Linked DNA regions of Sus scrofa: region 1 is linked to region 2. Evidence: chromatin contacts called from public HiChIP or PLAC-seq data. All regions are on one chromosome and are shown on one strand. The core of a region is the stretch at or near the end of the contact, and the rest is flanking DNA. Distances in the headings are between cores, read along the strand shown.

Region 1 (3,544 bases), core at 1,037-3,536, 58 kb after region 2:
CGGAATCCATCCCGGCGAAGTCCTTAAAGGGCACAGCCCCTCCTTTTTGGAGCCGTGAGTGATCCTTTTAGACAGCCTCTCAAAACGGATTCGCTGACCTCTTGCGGGAAGCGACAGCTCTCAAAGGAAAGGTGGAGCAGGAGAGTTAGCAGGAGTGAGCCGAACTGAAGGTGGAAATCAGCCCCATGGCAGCCAGGCTCTTCCTTTGGGATACAAATTCCTGTGGGCGTTTGGGGGGAGGGAGGACTGCCCACCTCGCCTGGCCCCAGCTTTCAGGGGAGAGGTCTAGTACACCCCTCCTGGAGGGCGCTTCTGAGGAGACTTCTTGTAGAAGATGTCTCGCCCCAGTCGCAGAGACAGGGCCTCTCAAGCAGCAGCTTCCTAACGAAGGATTCAGAGCACAGGGTTCACCTGAGGGTCGAAGTTAGATTTGTGGTCAGGGGACAGGCCGGGGCAAAGTGCAACTGGCCAGCAATCCCATCCCCTGCCTAACACCCCCATTCTGTCCCGCCCTCTAGAAGCTTTTCCCTGACTCAGGCCTACTTAAGGAAGAGATTTCAAAGGTGGAGACCAATGAGGAGGCAGCTCCTTTCCCAGAGGCCAATCAGAGCATAGAGGGGCGGGAGATAGGGGAAAAAAAAAAAAACCCACCAAAAAAAAAAAAAAAAAGGAAAGGAAAGGAACCCAATGACTTGGCAAAAGCTGCGGAACCACTGATTTAAAGGGGCAAGTCTGAGACCCACCCCACCTCATCACTCGCGCCTCTCCACCACCACCACCAAAAAGGAACGTGTGGACAGGGATACAAGACTTTTCTGTAAGCTCCCAATGGAGGATGACAACAAGGGCTCTGCCACGGGACCGCTATGGTTCCTAGGAGCTCCAGAATTCTGAACCTGTGTTCAGAACATTGTGCCTTTAAGGAAACTTCCTGCCTTCCACCCCAGTAACAGCTGATTGTTGGAAAGTCTGACCTCCGGGGACGAATCAGCTGTTACCACATCCTCCTCCAGTTCTGCCCTCCTCTATCCCCTTATCCCCACCCCCTCATGGGGTGAGGGAAGAAAAGAGATGGAACCCCAAATATGGAGGACCTGCTTGTACGTTCTTCCCTCTTCCCTCTCCAAGACTGTCTTCCTCCTCCGCCCTCTCCTTCCTCCCTCCCCCAAGCTGCTGGTTAGTTCTTCAGAGGCTCTGAGCTTGGAAGGAGAGGTATTTCCTGTCAGCAAAGTCAGCTCAGACCCGTCCTCCCCAGTCTCATAGGGAGGCCACTACTGGGGAGGCCCAGAATGGTGGCTGGCGGGGTATGTAGGTGCTCCAGGAAGAGGTACTGGGGAAGGTTCAGTGAAGCTGAGGACCAAGCCTAGAGATGAATGGTTATGGAAACAAGCCTCCTCAGGGTCAAGCTGTCTCCTCCTCCCTGCTCCATTTCCTCTCCAGACAGGGTTTTGCTACGGGATCCTCCTGGCTTTACCTGTTACTCCACTTCTAACTCCTTAGACACGGCCTGGCCCTGCTCCATTTTTAACACTTTCACCCCTTCATTGCAAAGGTGTTAATGTGTAGCTGCCCAAGGGCTGCAGGTGGCACGCAATGGCCCCAGGGATCAGGGGCTTTGGCTGGGAAGTCCTGCCCGAAGACCCAGGTCAATATTTTGCCCCAGCCTGGAGCTGGGAGTCAGGGTCACTCCAGGACAAGCTTAGTGTGAAGTCCCAGGACTGAATTGGCAAGGTTGGGAGAAGCTGAGCAGGGTCTTGGCCAAGCCTGGAAGAAAGAAATCTCACCAGCTGGCCCTGTTCTCCACTATCCTTAGCATAGAAGCCCCATTCCCTTTTCACCCCTTGGAGGAGGCCCTTTCCCATCTCGTTCTAACTTTTCATGCCCCCACCCTCCCTCCCTATAGGGCAAAAGCACAGGCTTCAAGTCCAGGATTTCTCAGTCACAGCACTATTGACATTGGGACTGGATAGTTTCTTGCGGAAGCTGTCCTGTACATAGCAGCTTTTTTGCCAGCATCCCCAGCCAAATTAGATGCTATCAGCACACACACACACACACACCTTACTTATGACAATCAAAACTGTCTGCAGACATTACCAAATGTCCCCTGGAGGCCAAAAGCGCCCCCAGTTGAGAATCATTGAGTTAGACAAACTTGTATTCAAATGCAAGCTCTTACCAGATGTGAGGTTTTTGATTTTTTTTTTTAGGGCCACATCTGTGACATATGAAAGTTCCTAGGCTAGGCGTCAAATCTGAGCTGCAGCTGGGGCCACAGCCACAGCAACCCCAGATTTGGGCCCCATCTGCAACCTACACTGCAGCTTGCAGCAGTGCTGGATCCTTAACCCACCGAGCGAGGCCTGGGATCGAATCCACATCCTCATGGATACTAGTTGGGTTCTTAACCTGCTAAGTCACAATGGGAACTCCCTTACTAGCTCTGAGTTTGATGAAGATGCTTAACATCTTTAAGCCTCATTTTTTTCATTTACAAAATAGAATGTAGGAGTTCCCGTTGTGGCACAGCAAAAACAAATCTGACTAGGAACCAAGAGGTTGTGAGTTCAATCCCTGGCCTTGATCAATGGGTGAAGGATTAGGCATTGCCATGACCTGTGGTGTAGGTCGCAGACGCGGCTCGGATCTGGCATTGCTGTGGCTCTGGTGTAGGCTGGCAGCTGTAGCTCTGACTAGACCACTAGCCCGGGAACCTCCATGTGCCATGGGTGCGGCCCTAAAAAGACAAAAAAAAATTTTTTTTAAAAGACCCCCCAAAAATATAGAATGTATAATAAGTGCATGGCTTATTGTAGGGATTTAAAAAGGAATATGTTTGGAGTTCCCTGGTGGCCTAGTAGTTAAGGATTCAGCATTATCCCTGCTGTGGCTCAGGTCACTGCTTTGGTCAGGTTTGATTCCAGGCTGGGGAACTTCTGCATGCCATGGGCATTGCCATAAATAAATAAATAGAAGTATGTTTGCTTTTTTTTTTTTTTTTTAGGGCCGAACTTGCTGCTTATGGAAGTACTTAACCCGCTGATCAAGGCCAGGGATTGAACCCACAACCTCATGGTTACTAGTCATATTCTTTTCCACTGGGCCACAAGGGGAACTCCAAAAGAAGTATGTTTGAAAACACTTACTACAATACCTGGCCCACAGTTGGTGCACTAATGTTTAGCCACATCTGCGACCTACACCACAGCTTATGGCAACACCAGATCCTTAACCCACTGAGCGAGACCCGGGATCAACCCCCTGTCTGGATACTAGGAGGATTCGTTTCCTCTGCAGCAGGAGGGAATTCCAGCCTCCTTCACTTTTCTTCCAGATCAGCAGCAAGAGCTAACATTCAACACAGGCTGACTGCTGGGGCTCTGCAGCCTCGCTCCCTGACCATCCAAGCCATGAACTCCAAGAAACTCAATACTGAGATTGGCAAAGGGGAGTGGCTAATTTGGTACCAGATTCCCCAAAACCTAAGGGTAGTGGGTTGGGATTCAGGAAGCATTTGAGAATAGAGCTGCACAGAGCATTCTAT
Region 2 (3,019 bases), core at 345-2,844:
GGGTCGCTGCTGTGGCGCGGGTTGATCCCTGGCCCGGGTACTTACACATCCTGAGGGTGTGGCCAAAAAACAAAAAAAGGCAGATCAGGAGCGGGTGTGAGTGGTGTCCCAGCCTCCAGCCCCGTCCAGCGCCCTTACCGCTGGAAGTAGGCCAACTCCTCCTTCAGCAGAAACACGTTGGCTTTGAGCTCATTCCGCTCCTGAAGGATCTGCTCAACCTCCGCTCGACTGAAGCTGCACTGCCCCACCTTGGGGGGGCGCCCTGGCTGCGGCGGGGCGTCCGTCTGCGGAAAGACAGGTGTGGGGGCGCCGCGGCTGGAGCTGATGTGCCCCCCGCGACCCGCTGGGAGACTTGAGAGGCCAGGGCACTCCAAGGGATGCCAGACCAGTGCTCTGGCTCGTACCGCCTTCCAATTTCCCGGTGGCCCGGCTACGCAGCACAGCAAACCTTTCCCGAGCGCCCACGAGTCCCTGACCACCTATGGCACTCACCGGGTTCTCAGGGGTCCCCTGGGTTCCGGCGTCGGGGGCCCCCCGCTCGGGCTCTTGACCCTGCTCACCCACGGGACCTCCGGCCTGGCCCCGCGCCCGCTCTGGAGGCGGCCCCACGGCCGCTTCGCGCTGCAGCTCTCGCTCGCTCTCGCGGTCCCGCGCGGCGCGCAGCTGGGTTTCCACGGCGGCCAGCTTGTGCCGCAACTCCGCATTCACCAGCAGGAGGCGCTGCAGCTGCTCCTGCAACTGTGGGCGGAGCAAAGGCGGTGGCTGGTGGGCGGGGCGACGGGGGCCGGGAGAGCCCCGCCTCCCGTAGTCGGCCCCGCCCCGCCCTCACCGCCTCGGTCTCCTGGCTGCGCTGCAGCAAGTCACGGTTGTGAGCTCGGAGTTCGTCTCTCTGGCGGTCGGTCACCTCCTTGAGCTGCCGCAGCAGAGCGCGCTCTTCTGAGGAAGGGGCGTTCTTAGGTGTGGCCCTCAGCGGAGCCGCCCCGCCGTGCCCCGATCCCGGCGCGTCCGTACTCACCCTGTGGCCCAGAGCGCAACTCTATACGGAGGCGCTCGTTCTCCTCCCGCAGCCGCCGCAGCTCCAGTTCGGCCTGCTGCGCCGATACCTGCAGCTGGGGGAGGCCAGGCTCTCAGGGTCAGGCCCCGCCGACCCCTCGGGTGGCGAGGGGAGCTGGCCGTGACTCACCGAGTCTGGGGCGGGCCCGACGGCCGCCTTTTCCAGAAGCTCCAGCGCCCTCACCACGAGCGGCACGAGCCCGGCCGCAGCCTCCGGCCCGAAGCGGCGCGCCAGCTCCTTCAGCTCAGTGCCCAGGGCCCCCGCTAGGTGGTACACGAGCTCCGCGGCCGTCCCGGACCCCGCGTCCACCCGAGGCCCCCAGTCGTGCGCCCCAGGAGCCACCCTCCTGGGCTCCATGTCTCCCAAGGCGACTGGGGCTGCGACACCCTCCCCACGCCCCCAACTAGGGCAGGAAAAAAACAAAGTCCCGGCCCAGGAAGCAGTTTAGGGCAGTAGAGGGCGGAGTAGAAGTGACAAGGGAGGAGCAACTAAGGGAAAAGGCCTGGCAAGGGAGTCTCTGTGCCCTGGGCCCAGTCCTGTTCAAGCCCCCAAGGTCACAGGAAGCAGGACAGCCAACTTCCAGCCAGGCGGCCTGGAGCTGAGGCTCAGGGCTCTAAGTGGTCACTTTTGTCAAGCCCTCCCCGCAGTGCCCAAGCCAGGCTCCACCCCTGTGTCTGGAGTCACTGGGCCTGACTTGGCCGCCAGCTCAACAGGAGGAGGTGAGAGGTAGGAGGGTTGTCACTGCCTCAGCAGTGCCAGCCAACTGTCCAGCCCCGTGCCTGTTTCCAAGATGGACTGAGAGTGACGCAAAGCCTTAAGGGGCTAGGCTGGATACCACAGTGGCAGAGGACAAGCCAGGAGCTTATACACTCAAAACAGCAGCAACTGCTCAAGAGATGTTGAAAAGGGGTGAGGGTTTGCAAGTATTTTGAAGGGACATCGGCCTGTGTGGTCATGGTGGCAACAGTGTGACGGTCCAAGTCCCCTTTAGTTCTGAGTCTAGAGGATACTTACCCCCACAGCTCCCTGAACAGCGGGCCTCAAGAACCAGTCCCACGCCCTGCTGTCAACAAGTCCTGCCTATTATCCCTACATCCAGAATTTGAGCTCAGGGTAAAAAAAAAAAAACCTCAAAAACCCCTATTTATACAAAATTTATTATTATACTTTGTTCAGAATTACAAGTCACAGGAGATCAACAACATAATAAGCACAAATAGAGGAAAAAGGGGCCAAGCTGCTGAATGTCACCAGCTTGTCTGTGGGGGTAAAACGCTCTAGCCTTAGGGGAGTCTGAAGCAGGGGGTGAGGGGACAGCTAGGCATAGAGGTCCTCTCGGTCCGCAGAGTAGACCTCACCCTCCTGCAGGAGAGCGAAGTTGAGGAAGTGGGAAGGTCGGTGCACCTCGTGGTAGAACTCTTTGGGGTTTGCCAGCTGCAGCTCATACTTCATGTTGGGATCATGCCGGACACCTTGGAGTAGAAGGAAATGTCTCATGTGGACAAGGTCCACCTGCCTCATCCAGCCTGGGCCATCTCCAAACCAGAGTCTGGCCCTAAGGACTAAGGGTGGTGGCCTAACCCCAGCCTCACTTCCAGCCCCGCTCCCCGCCTGCAATGCCCCACATACCCATAAAGTTGTAGTTCCATGAGGACTGGGCAGGGACCATAAAGAAGCCAAGGAAGCGGTCTGACAGTAGCATCTGGACCCTCTCGTAGTGCGACGGTAGGTAGCCCTTGGGGTTGTTGCCCTTGTCTGTGTTCTGGCGGCCCCACTCATAGCCACTGGGGGTCAGCTTGTAGGCTGTCAGGGTGCAGGAGCCTGGTGTGAAGCTGAGGAGGGATGGGGACAGAGTCAGAGCTCAGGCCACCGTCTGGGTTCTAACCTGGAATGTCTACCCCACCACACTTCCTCCCAAGGGGGCCCAAGCCCACCTGCAGGTGATGATGATGGTCTTCTCGCCAT

The links. HiChIP or PLAC-seq counts read pairs in DNA pulled down with a chosen protein or histone mark.
Region 1: a contact with region 2 is called in an H3K27ac HiChIP or PLAC-seq map of skeletal muscle. The contact joins the promoter of TLCD2 here to the promoter of SCARF1 in region 2. A contact is called at or near these places in 1 of 5 promoter capture datasets (liver), 6 of 47 Hi-C or Micro-C datasets (embryonic fibroblasts, liver, mesenteric adipose tissue and 2 more) and 2 of 2 datasets of contacts at active chromatin or transcription factors (alveolar macrophages and skeletal muscle).

The regions. Positions count from the first base shown.
Region 1 is chr12:47,915,971-47,919,514 of Sscrofa11.1, forward strand. TLCD2 (TLC domain-containing protein 2) reads right to left here and starts at 2,287. Exons shown (of 5, transcript XM_021067585.1): 1 at 1-2,287.
Region 2 is chr12:47,858,849-47,861,867 of Sscrofa11.1, forward strand. SCARF1 (scavenger receptor class F member 1) reads right to left here and starts at 1,595. Exons shown (of 17, transcript XM_003358192.4): 1 at 1,184-1,595; 2 at 1,016-1,109; 3 at 830-936; 4 at 139-738. RILP (rab-interacting lysosomal protein) reads right to left here and starts at 1,581. Exons shown (of 17, transcript XM_013990001.2): 1 at 1,184-1,581; 2 at 1,016-1,109; 3 at 830-936; 4 at 493-738; 5 at 139-284. The coding sequence starts at 1,411. PRPF8 (pre-mRNA-processing-splicing factor 8) reads right to left here. Exons shown (of 43, transcript XM_021067568.1): 41 at 2,989-3,019; 42 at 2,684-2,886; 43 at 2,193-2,526. The coding sequence ends at 2,372.